2 separate regions of the Hordeum vulgare genome follow, and region 1 is linked to region 2. A link is a contact called in public Hi-C data. All regions are on one chromosome and are shown on one strand. The core of a region is the stretch at or near the end of the contact, and the rest is flanking DNA. Distances in the headings are between cores, read along the strand shown. Region 1 holds the start of LOC123407680 (receptor homology region, transmembrane domain- and RING domain-containing protein 2-like). Region 2 holds the start of LOC123413479 (1-phosphatidylinositol-3-phosphate 5-kinase FAB1A-like).

Evidence for each region. A called contact is a pair of places that touch in the nucleus more often than the background predicts.
Region 1: a contact with region 2 is called in a Hi-C map of leaf, with 2.6 times the contacts expected there. The contact joins the promoter of LOC123407680 here to the promoter of LOC123413479 in region 2. A contact is called at or near these places in 2 of 6 Hi-C or Micro-C datasets (leaf and seedling) and 1 of 1 datasets of contacts at active chromatin or transcription factors (embryo).

The regions. Positions count from the first base shown.
Region 1 is chr7H:441,880,904-441,885,892 of MorexV3_pseudomolecules_assembly, reverse strand. It overlaps LOC123407680 (receptor homology region, transmembrane domain- and RING domain-containing protein 2-like), which reads right to left and starts at 1,541. Exons shown (of 5, transcript XM_045100867.1): 1 at 1,221-1,541; 2 at 494-784; 3 at 1-28. The coding sequence starts at 638.
Region 2 is chr7H:441,245,269-441,250,461 of MorexV3_pseudomolecules_assembly, reverse strand. LOC123413479 (1-phosphatidylinositol-3-phosphate 5-kinase FAB1A-like) reads left to right here and starts at 2,482. Exons shown (of 12, transcript XM_045106420.1): 1 at 2,482-2,564; 2 at 3,412-3,532; 3 at 4,127-4,831; 4 at 4,931-5,075; 5 at 5,170-5,193. The coding sequence starts at 3,507.

The DNA of each region.
Region 1 (4,989 bases), core at 292-2,791, 640 kb before region 2:
TTTAAACCTGAACCTTTCACTTCTGGAGCTGCAAAATGTTGAAATACCAATAAGTTCTTCTTCAACACATATAGATTGGGTAAAGCAGAACTTAGCTTTGCACATTATAAAGCATGTGCAAATTGCAAGAGGTAATAACATTATAAAGCATGTGCAAATTGCAAGAGGCAATAACATTTTAAAGCGTTTGCAAAAATTGCCATAGAAGAGGTAATAAAAGCAGCACTGCCAAATACTCCCTCCGTAAACAAATATAAGAGTGTTTAGATCACTACTTTAGTTATCTAAACGCTCTTATATTTCGTTACGGAGGGAGTACTAATCTAACTACCAGGATGCACGATAAGCAATCAGTCCATTCATCGGTGATGACTCAAATTATGGATTCAGAATAATAAAAACAAACATACAGTAATAACGAAACAAAATAGTAGTGAGTTGATAATTGATCGGCACTGAAACAGGGGAGTATTGGTTGATTCGTAGCACTCACTAAATGTTGCCTCAACGTCACTGAACGATAAGGTGGTATTATTCGCCATCAGCACCACACTGCAAGCTCCCGGCTGAGCCATGAGACAAACCACTGCACATAACCAGAGGGGAAATGATCTCCCTCCTCTTCTTGCACGGTTCATCTTGTCAGAGTTTCGTCAAAAAATCTTGTCAGAGTTCCTTTCCTTTGGTGCAACTGAAGAGAAGAGCAAACACCGACGCGCCAAATGAGAACTCTAAACCTGCGAGACACACACTCTCGCTCCAAAGCACCTATCCTCTACTAGCCCTGCAATAGCACTCCCAAAATTGAGCCATCAAGCCAAAAAAAAAAAAAAACAGGAGCAGTGTAACTGTGCGGTAGCAGGGAACAATATCTATCTTTTATATATAGCATTCAAATGTAGCACGCAAACGAGAAACCTCTAAAATCGAGAAAAAAAATATGTTTTCACGGGAGGACGCAACCTGGCCCCAAAGGCCAAATCCTCAGTAGACTCCAAAAACATGCCGAGGAAGAAAGAATCCTACCAATCCGTAGCCGTGAAATCACCACCCAATAACTTGGAGAGAAAAGCAATTCGGCCAAAGGATTGCACTTTTAGCTGGAATTGAGCTGAAAAGAAACTAATAGCGGCGGCATCCGGCGACTCGGCTATAAAAACTTTGCCAAATTTAGCCCGACTTTCGAATCTAATCTTTAAAAGGGCTGACGGATTATTCACCTGGAAACAGAGGAGACGAAGGGGGAGAATCAGCGCGCGGTTACTGGGTGCGCGGCTGTGAGGAGACCAGAAGGCAGAGAGTCGACGCGGGGATGGAGACGTCGGCTGCCATGGGAGGGGCGGGAAGGGGGGAACCGGGCGTGGGATTACGCATAGGCGGCGAGATCGACGGCGAATTCACGGGGGGGCGGAGACAGGCGGAGGGACAGAGGAGAAGTCGAGATTGGGAATTGAAATCGCAGGTGGGTAGCCTCTCCAGGTTCGGTGCCCCCGGCCCCCGCTCGATCCGATTTTTCAGTGTGTGTAATGTTTTCCGCCCATCCGTCTCTATCCGTTGGGATTTTTAATTTAATAACCACGCCCTGCTTGCTGTTATTTACCATGGCTGTCGGCATCGGCGCGGCGCCCTCGAGATCGACTCGTCCTGGATCCAGAACCAGCGGCAGTGCCTCTCGAGATTAATCTGTGCGCCGCTGAATGCTGTGTCACTGGGTGCCGTGCAACAGCAAGAATCTTGTTGCACTTCTCCTCGGTTAGAGGTTAGACTTATATTTTAAATCTAGACTAACCCTAAACTAACTCTAACCAAGGAGGTGTTTGGATGGAAGGGTTAGATTGACAATAAATGCACTTTTTCCAATCATTTGGCTCCTTTATCTAGGATTTTGTGTGATGGAGGGAGAGAGAAAAGTAACTTTTTCTGGGCCCCACCTAACTCTAACCCAAAAAAACACCTCTTGGGTGGGTTAGATGCATCTAACCAACTCTAACCCACCCTGTTTGGATTTTTGAGGGTTAGATGAGTTCAATCTAACCAACTCTAACTCTAACCCTAGGATCCAAACAGGGCCTTCGTCCAATGGAATGGGTCTTCCTTCTTTTGCCGCACGTCGGTCTCATGGTATGTTTGACGCTGATAGTTTTCTAGGGGGTAGGGTAGCATTTGGCTCTGAATTGATCACAAGTGTTGTCGAACGATGCCACCGACGCAGCATTATCATCTCATCCAGAACATTCGTGCCAGCGGCAAGCTGATCACAGGTTTTTTTTCGGAAAAGAAGGTTCAAACCCTCTGCATCTGCATCAATCGATGCATACAGTCATTTTTGTTAATTATTTAACATACGTCTACCAAGAACATACAACAAACCATCCGAAGTCACCACTCACACCTACACAACTTGATAATGTGGAGTGATCTCACTCTCCATATCTAAAACCGATGCCGTCATCGATACATCCACATAACATATTGGAACTCACAATCGGTGCAGCAGACCTAAAGCTTACACCACATGTACACGTTTTAGACGCCGTCATCATCATCAGGCCGCCGACCCATCTTCAGGAGAGAGATTTGTATCATCCTTGCCAGTCCGTCCATCCGTCGATGCCACCACGGCTCATCGGTCCAGACGCGAAGATTCTGGAAGATCTGTCGTGCGTAGCACTTGCCGACCAGACATGACACAACGTAGCACCTGTCGGCGAGGCATGACTTGACATCTCTACCGAAAGCTTCGTGCAAGATGATCGATGCCACCACGGCGCCAAACAGCGCCACCGCCCTGCGCTCATTCGTCCAGACACGAAGATTCTGAAAAAACTGTCGTGTGATTGCAATCTCTGGCGATGGCTAGACGAATGTTGATGACAACAAACCTTCCCCTGCAACGGCACCAGAAGAATGCTGCTAGCACTCTCCCACAATCGAAACTAGAAGAATGTTGTTGATGACCCACAAGCGCATGGGATCGCAGCAGTTTTCGAGGGTAGAGTATTCGACCCAAATTTGTTGGTACGTCAGACAGGAGGTGAGAGAATACTCCCGAGTATTAGCAGCTGAATATGTCAGATTCAACCACACCTGAAAGATTAGTATCTGCAAGCAAAGCATCAGTAGCAAAGTAGTATGATAACAACGGTGTCAGAAACGATCTGTTGACGGCAGACTATTCCTAACGATTGTATCAATGGCGCCAAGTTGACTCGTTGACGGAAATTGTCAGTTCCCATCAACGATCAGCGAATCAAGATTGTAGCAGGTAGCAGCGGTGTAACGAGCAATAGCAGCGGCAAGGAACAGCAGTAGTGACAACAGTAGCAAGTAACAACAGTAGCAAGCGACATTAATAGCAACAGTAACAGCAGCAGCAGCAGCAGAGCAAGACAAGTAACAGCAGTAGCAGCAGTAGTAGGACAAACTCGTAGGCAATGGGTCGGTGATTTGTTTGGATGATATTCATCATGCAACAGCTATAACACGGAGAGATATGTGGCTAGCTCTCGTTCGTCAATGTGATGTAGGCATGCATTCCGTGTGTCGTCATACGTGCTTAGGGAAAAGAACTTGCATGGCATCTATTGTCCATCCCTCCCGTGGCAGCGGGGTCCAAAAGGAAACTACGGGATATTAAGGTTCTCCTTTTAATAAAGAACCGGACCAACGCATCAGCACTTGGTGAACACATGAACTCCTCAAACTATGGTCATCACCGGGAGTGGTTCCGGTTATTGTCACTCCGGGGTTGCGGGATCATAACACATAGTAGGTAACTACAACTTGCAAGATCGGATCTAAAACACACATACATTGGTGACAACATAATAATTTCAGATCTGAAATCATGGCACTCGGGCCCTAGTGACAAGCATTAAGCATGGCAAAGTAGTAGCAACATCAATCTCAGAACATAGTGGATACTAGGGATCAATCCCCATCAAAACTAACTCGATTACATGATAGATCTCATCCTACTCATCACCGCCCAGCGAGCCTACGAATAGATTACTCACGAACGACGAAGAGCTTCATGGAATTGGAGAGGGAAGAAGGTTGATGATGACGATGGCGACGATTTCCCCTCTCCGGAGCCCAAGACGAACTCCAGATCTGCCCTCGAGATGAAGAACAGGTGGTGGCGGCGCCTCCGTATCGAAAACGCGACGAAAACTTCTCTTTTTTATTTTTTCTGGGACGAAAGGGATCTTATAGACTTGAGATTGGGGCGGCGGAGCCGTGTGGGCCCCACAAGCCTGCCCACCGCCACCAGGGGGTGGTGGCAGAGCTAGGGCTTGTGGCCCACTGGCCCACCCCCTGAGGTGGAACTTGGCGCAGATATTTTTCTTATTTTCCAAAACTGCTCTCCGTAAATTTTCAGGACGGTTGGAGAACTTTGATTTCTGCACAAAAATAACACCAAGGCAATTCTGGTGAAAACAACGTCAGTCCAGGTTAGTTCTATTGAAATCATGCAAATTAGAGTCCAAAACAAGGGCAAAAGAGTTTGGAAAAGTAGATACGATGGAGACATATCAACTCCCCCAAGGTTAAAACCTTGCTTGTCCTCAAGCAACTCAGTTGACAAACTGAGAGAGAAAGAAAAACTTCGACAAGCTCTGTTTGATCTTGTTGTTGCAACTATGTCTAACTCATAACCAGAATTTCAGCAAGATCACAAGTTAACCACATAAGCAAATGACACAAAGGTCTCACGGTAAACTAATATCAATGGCATAATCAGCTACGAGCAAATAATAATGAGTTTCAAATACCAACACTTCAATCAAAACAAGCGTGAAGCAACATGAATAGGTGGTATCTCGCTAGCTCTTTCTGAGACTGCAAAACATAAAGGCATATTTTAAACATCGCGTCGGTTACATTAGGACACGACCGTTAGGGAGATAAAACAGCATGTCTGCTAAGCAGGAATTTCTATTAATTAAACTAACTAATTAAAATCCTAACACTCCCCCTAATCTATGA
Region 2 (5,193 bases), core at 1,233-3,732:
CATGCAAAATTACCTTGAAATTAGGCTTTCAAGACAATCCAAAGCCACGAGATCTAATCACATGCCTACTTGCCTAGTCGGCGTCACCACAATGCCGCCACGCCGACTCTTGATCATTATCCGAACTAGTCATGTGTCGCACGCAACATGTACTACCCTCGCCTTGGAGCGCATCGAAAAGCAGTTGAGCCCCCTAATGCAAGATTGCTCGAGTCCAAGACCATTATTCCTTTCCACACAAAGTTATCCCAAAATCAGGATTCAAGATGTTGTTAAGGTATGTCGTGGAATACATGCCACCACAATCACCATAAGAAGATGGGGTGAGGAGCCCCACGCCGCTGCGTGCTATCCGAGAAGCCGCCAACAATAGCAACAAGGGAGGAGGCAGTGAAGGACAAGGTAATGGTAAAGTCACACAAATCCTATAGTTGTCGTGGCCGCGACAACCCACGAGGGATGCCGTATTTTTCTCGCTTGACAAGACATATGTATTCATGACTTACCCGTTACCAACACTTACAATTACAAAACTAAACGTATCCGTTTCAACTTGATTGGATTAAACGATAAAATCATGACTTGGCACAATGGACATTTGTCAGCTGAATAATAACATGCAAAGCTCTTGCTTGTTCTTTATGAAAAAGAAAAAGACTAGTGGATATTTGAATTCTTCTACAAAGGAAAGAGCCCAGGGCGAACGCCAACGTTGTTGCTTATAAAAATGAGAAGTTAAGTAGGATAAGCCCAATGGCAAGGTTTTGCAAACATATGCCAAAGACATGCACATCAATCCCACCGAATGGGAGTTACCATGAAGGTATTTACGAGATGCGAAATATTACAATATGAACAAACCGTTCTTCCCGTTGAAAAAAAACACATAATACCTATCTTCAAGTAGTAGTTTTTTTTTTTTTTTTTTTTTTTTGCAAATAAGGAAAAAAAAAACAGTCTGTTGAATTTGCCGTGTGAAGGCTGTTCCATTTGTTGCCCCGGTCGTCGTCAGGTCACGGCCGCTAGTGACCAAGGACCAACCAACCAAACCGTGTCGGCGCTATCTGCTGCGTTGCGTGCCACAATAGATTAACACAGCAACCCCCCAAAAAAAAACTGCAAAATACCCCACGCACCATAGATTACAATAATTTCGCTGAAAAAAATACAGTATACTGTATATAGGAGTACTAATTCTCTGAACTAAGATGTCAGTCAGGCCCATTTTTCCCTATACATATCTTTATCGTGCGTTCTGCCGCTGAAGGGGAAGAAGGTAGAAGAAGTCCGGAAACTGTTGAAATTTGGAGGTGGGCCTTAGGCCCACTAGAGAATTTCAGAAAAATCTAAAGGGCCCATGTAGGTGGTGGCATGGCAAGGTGGTGGGAGTTTAGTCCCACCCCGCTAGTGGAGGAGAGTTTGGACCCCTTTATAAGGGTCTCTCTTCCACATGCTATTGGAGAGTGAGAAGAGAAGGTGCCCTCGCGCACTCCTCCTCCGCCGCCCGCCTCGCCACGCCACGCCTCGTCACGACGCGCCGCGGGTTGCGGGAATGAGCCGAGCCCATACCTACGCGCTTATTTTTGCCGGTCAGGAACGGAGAATACGTAACGGACAAGGAAACGATCCGAGACGTCGGATCGTGATCGTTACCGACTCGGACTCTTCCACCCAGCCGTCTTTATAAGCACGCGATCGCCTACCCTAGCCGTCACGAAATCAGATCACATCTGCCTCACGCGTTCGTTCCTTGAACTGCTGCTGCCGCCGGCGACTCCGTCCCGTTTACCGCGTACACGGTCGACGGGAGAGCAGGCCTCCGAAACCTCGCCTCTCCGGTTCCTGTACGGGAGAGGGGCGATTAGGTTTTTGGGGAGCGATCACGCGACTGCTCGCCTCCGTCCGTCTGCTTCGTCTACGTCCGCGTCGCCCTCGTCATCGCCATGTCTTCACCAAGCGAAGCTGATCGTCTCCGCGAGGAAGCCGAAAAGAAGACGGCAGAGGATACTGCCTCTGCCGCCGCCGCCGCCGCTGCTGCTACGGCCAACTGGCCGATTGGAGGGTATGACTCGTTTATCCTCTTGTTCGTATTTATTCTAGCAGTACTACTTGTTTGCATAGATGTATCCACTATATGCGTAGTATGTGCTAGGTTAGCTCAACATCAGTATGTCATTAGTCTAGTCAATGCCATGCTAGTTATTATTTTGTGGATTAATCTACTCGGAAAATTGCCTATTTACTCAACAGAAACAAGATTAATATACGAGCCGTGCAGGTGGCGTGGGGTCCAGCGCGAGGTGGAGGACAAGTATTTCTTTCGTGCGCTGCGCCCGCTCCCTCCTTCTCCTCCCCCCTGCTCTTTTTCTTCTCCCCTCGTGTCGTCGCCTTTCCATCCTCGTTCGCCCGCCGTTCGCGACCGCATCTCCTCTCCGCTCTATTCTTCCACGCGCACGCGCGCAGGCCACCGGACCAACTCCTGCTCGCCAATACATCCGTCGGCCCGCGAGGCCGCCCCGACGCCGACGAGCTGAACGTCGCCGCGGAGCTCCCCCGCGCGCGCGGTAAGGCGGAGGTCCACTCCCCTCCCCTTGTCCCCTTCTCTTGCGATTTTCCGGTCATTTCTCGGTTGTTGTCGTCGTCTTCGTTGCTCATCGGGTGGGGGTCGGACGAACTTGGAAGAACATACATACCACATACCGTACGTACGTGCGTGCGTGCGTACCTACGTAGCAGTAGGTAGGTCGTGGGCATGGCCTATGGGTGCAGGAGGAGGAAGGGACGGGTTTCAAACTTTGAATTGGGGATTGGGATGTTTCTGTCGCGGCGCCTGACCCGGGGCCGTTGCTGACCTGGACCCACGCGCTTGGATACTTCCTTCTTCAATATCTGCCCTTTTTTATTTTCCTTCCTCTTCCTGTGTGGGGTTTGTTGCGCCATCATAGGGGAGACAGCCTGGCCGTGGCCGTGGCCGGCCTTTGGATTGATCGCCGCAATTGCTTCGATTCCAACTACTACTACCTGGGAGTACTACTACTACTATCCTCATCCTTCTCTACCTTTTCTTCCCCTTTTGATTTGATTTGATAGTGCAAGTAGTAGTAGTATAGGATCCGGCTTCAGTTTCCCCGCCCGCTTCGGCGTCGACTGCGCGGTTCGGTTTCCATTTCGCGCGATCCGAATCAAGCGCCGCTCGATTCCGGCGTCCTCATCGTGAGCACCGGTGGACGGACGCGTTTCGTTTCTGGGCTCAATTTTTCGTTTGCCTTGGGAGTTGAGATTGCTTTTAATTTCTGTTTCCCTGTCGGTTGGTGGGTTTCGATTTTTGAATTGACCGAGTAGTTGTGATTTCTTGTCTTCAATTAATATAATGGACTGATTGCTTCCTTCCTTCCATGCTGAACTGGTCAGGTCAAGGCCATACACACCCAGAGATCTGAGGCGTCAGGAGCAGGAAGAGGAGGAGGAGGAGCCAGGGCATGTGACGGCCCCCCTCGTCGGTGGACATGTGCCCGGACATGAATCCACGAAGGTAGTGCTTCATTCCCACGACTCCATTGGTCTGAATAGTATACCGTTCATACTATGCACATGTTCAGATGCTCAGCGGGAGCTCTGCCTGAACACTGCCAACTGTGTAACCTCAGATACACCTGCTCATTACGTTATTATGTCTGAACAAGGCCAGCTGCAGCCTCAGACACTTATTTAGGCGTATGCAGTGTACCACACTTGCTTAGCCTTGTTTTAGATAATAGTGGAAGAGAATTCTCGCCCCGTCCGAATATGCACGCGACCAACCTTGCTTAGCCATTAATTCACCAGAGTCTTTTGTTCAGCATCGAGACACTTCAATTTTTCTGTTTCTCGTTTTGTACGCCTGAAAGGTTGGTCAATATCGCCGACAAGAACCTGACACCTGTGTTTGGGGGGTCATGCTCAAGGAAGATATCTTTGTTCATTTCTCCAGCCAGCTAAGCTCGTAGATATTTAACCTGGATAACCTAGTTTGGTAGAGAAATGCCCTTGAGGCAAGGGAACTGTCTTGCCAGGTATTTTGTGTGTCTGCGTCTGGGTGCTTTTTAAATTCCGTTCTGAACCAGTCATGTTCTTTTGGTAATGACAGGGAGGTTGTATCAGAGGTTTTAGATGGTAATCTTACCCCTCACCGCCTGCATGATGCTGATCATCTGGGACAGAATCGGACCAGGAATCCTTCTAAGTCTAGTAGCAATAATCTGTACACAGACGACAATTTCTTCTCCGACACTTCATCACTGCACAAACATGAAGACGTCAGCAGCGATCCATCTGCCTCCTCTGTCGGCTCGGGTAGGTCTGGTGATGATTCTGATGGGGCTGAAAGTACCAACGGCAAAATCAACAATACAGACCTCCCAGGTTTTGAAAATTATAGCATTTGGATACCTCCTAAAGCAGCAGATAAGGGAGATGAGACTGATAGTGTTGCCGGAAACATTGCTTATGACGACGACGATGATGATTATGGTGATGGAATAAAGTGGGGCCAGTCAAGTTTCCCAGCCACTGGCGAGGAACATGAGGAAAGCCCCAATCCTAGGGACGGACGAGAAAATGCAATGCTGGGAGCTATGAATGGGCAGCTCAAGATACTTGTCAGCCGGTTTCTGGCCTCTGCTGGTATCCCCTTCGGAAAAGGAGAGAGTACTGAGAGTTGGCTTGATATTGTGACCTCCCTGTCGTGGGAAGCTGCACTTCTTATTAAACCTGATGCAAAAATCGGCAATGAAATGGACCCTGGATCTTACATCAAGGTCAAATGTGTAGCATCTGGTACTCGTTGGCAAAGGTGAAACATTTGTCAGCTAATTTTTTATTTAAAGATTGTCTAATTTCTATTTGCATGCTAGATTGATTATAAACCTTCACCTTTTAACTTTGATTGCAGTGAGGTGATAAAGGGGCTAGTCTTCAAAAAGAACACTGCTCATAAGCACATGCCGACCAATTGTCACAATCCTAGGTTGCTTCTACTGAAAGGTGTACTTGGGCATTCTGATGTTGGTTTATCGTCGTTTAATTCAATGGATCAGGTTGGATATTACATACATATGCCTTTTGACAGTAAATTTAGTTCTCCCTTTTCCTGTAGAAGATGACCTTCTATTTTATGCCTTCAATAATTAGGAAAAAGGCCATCTGGAGAGGACT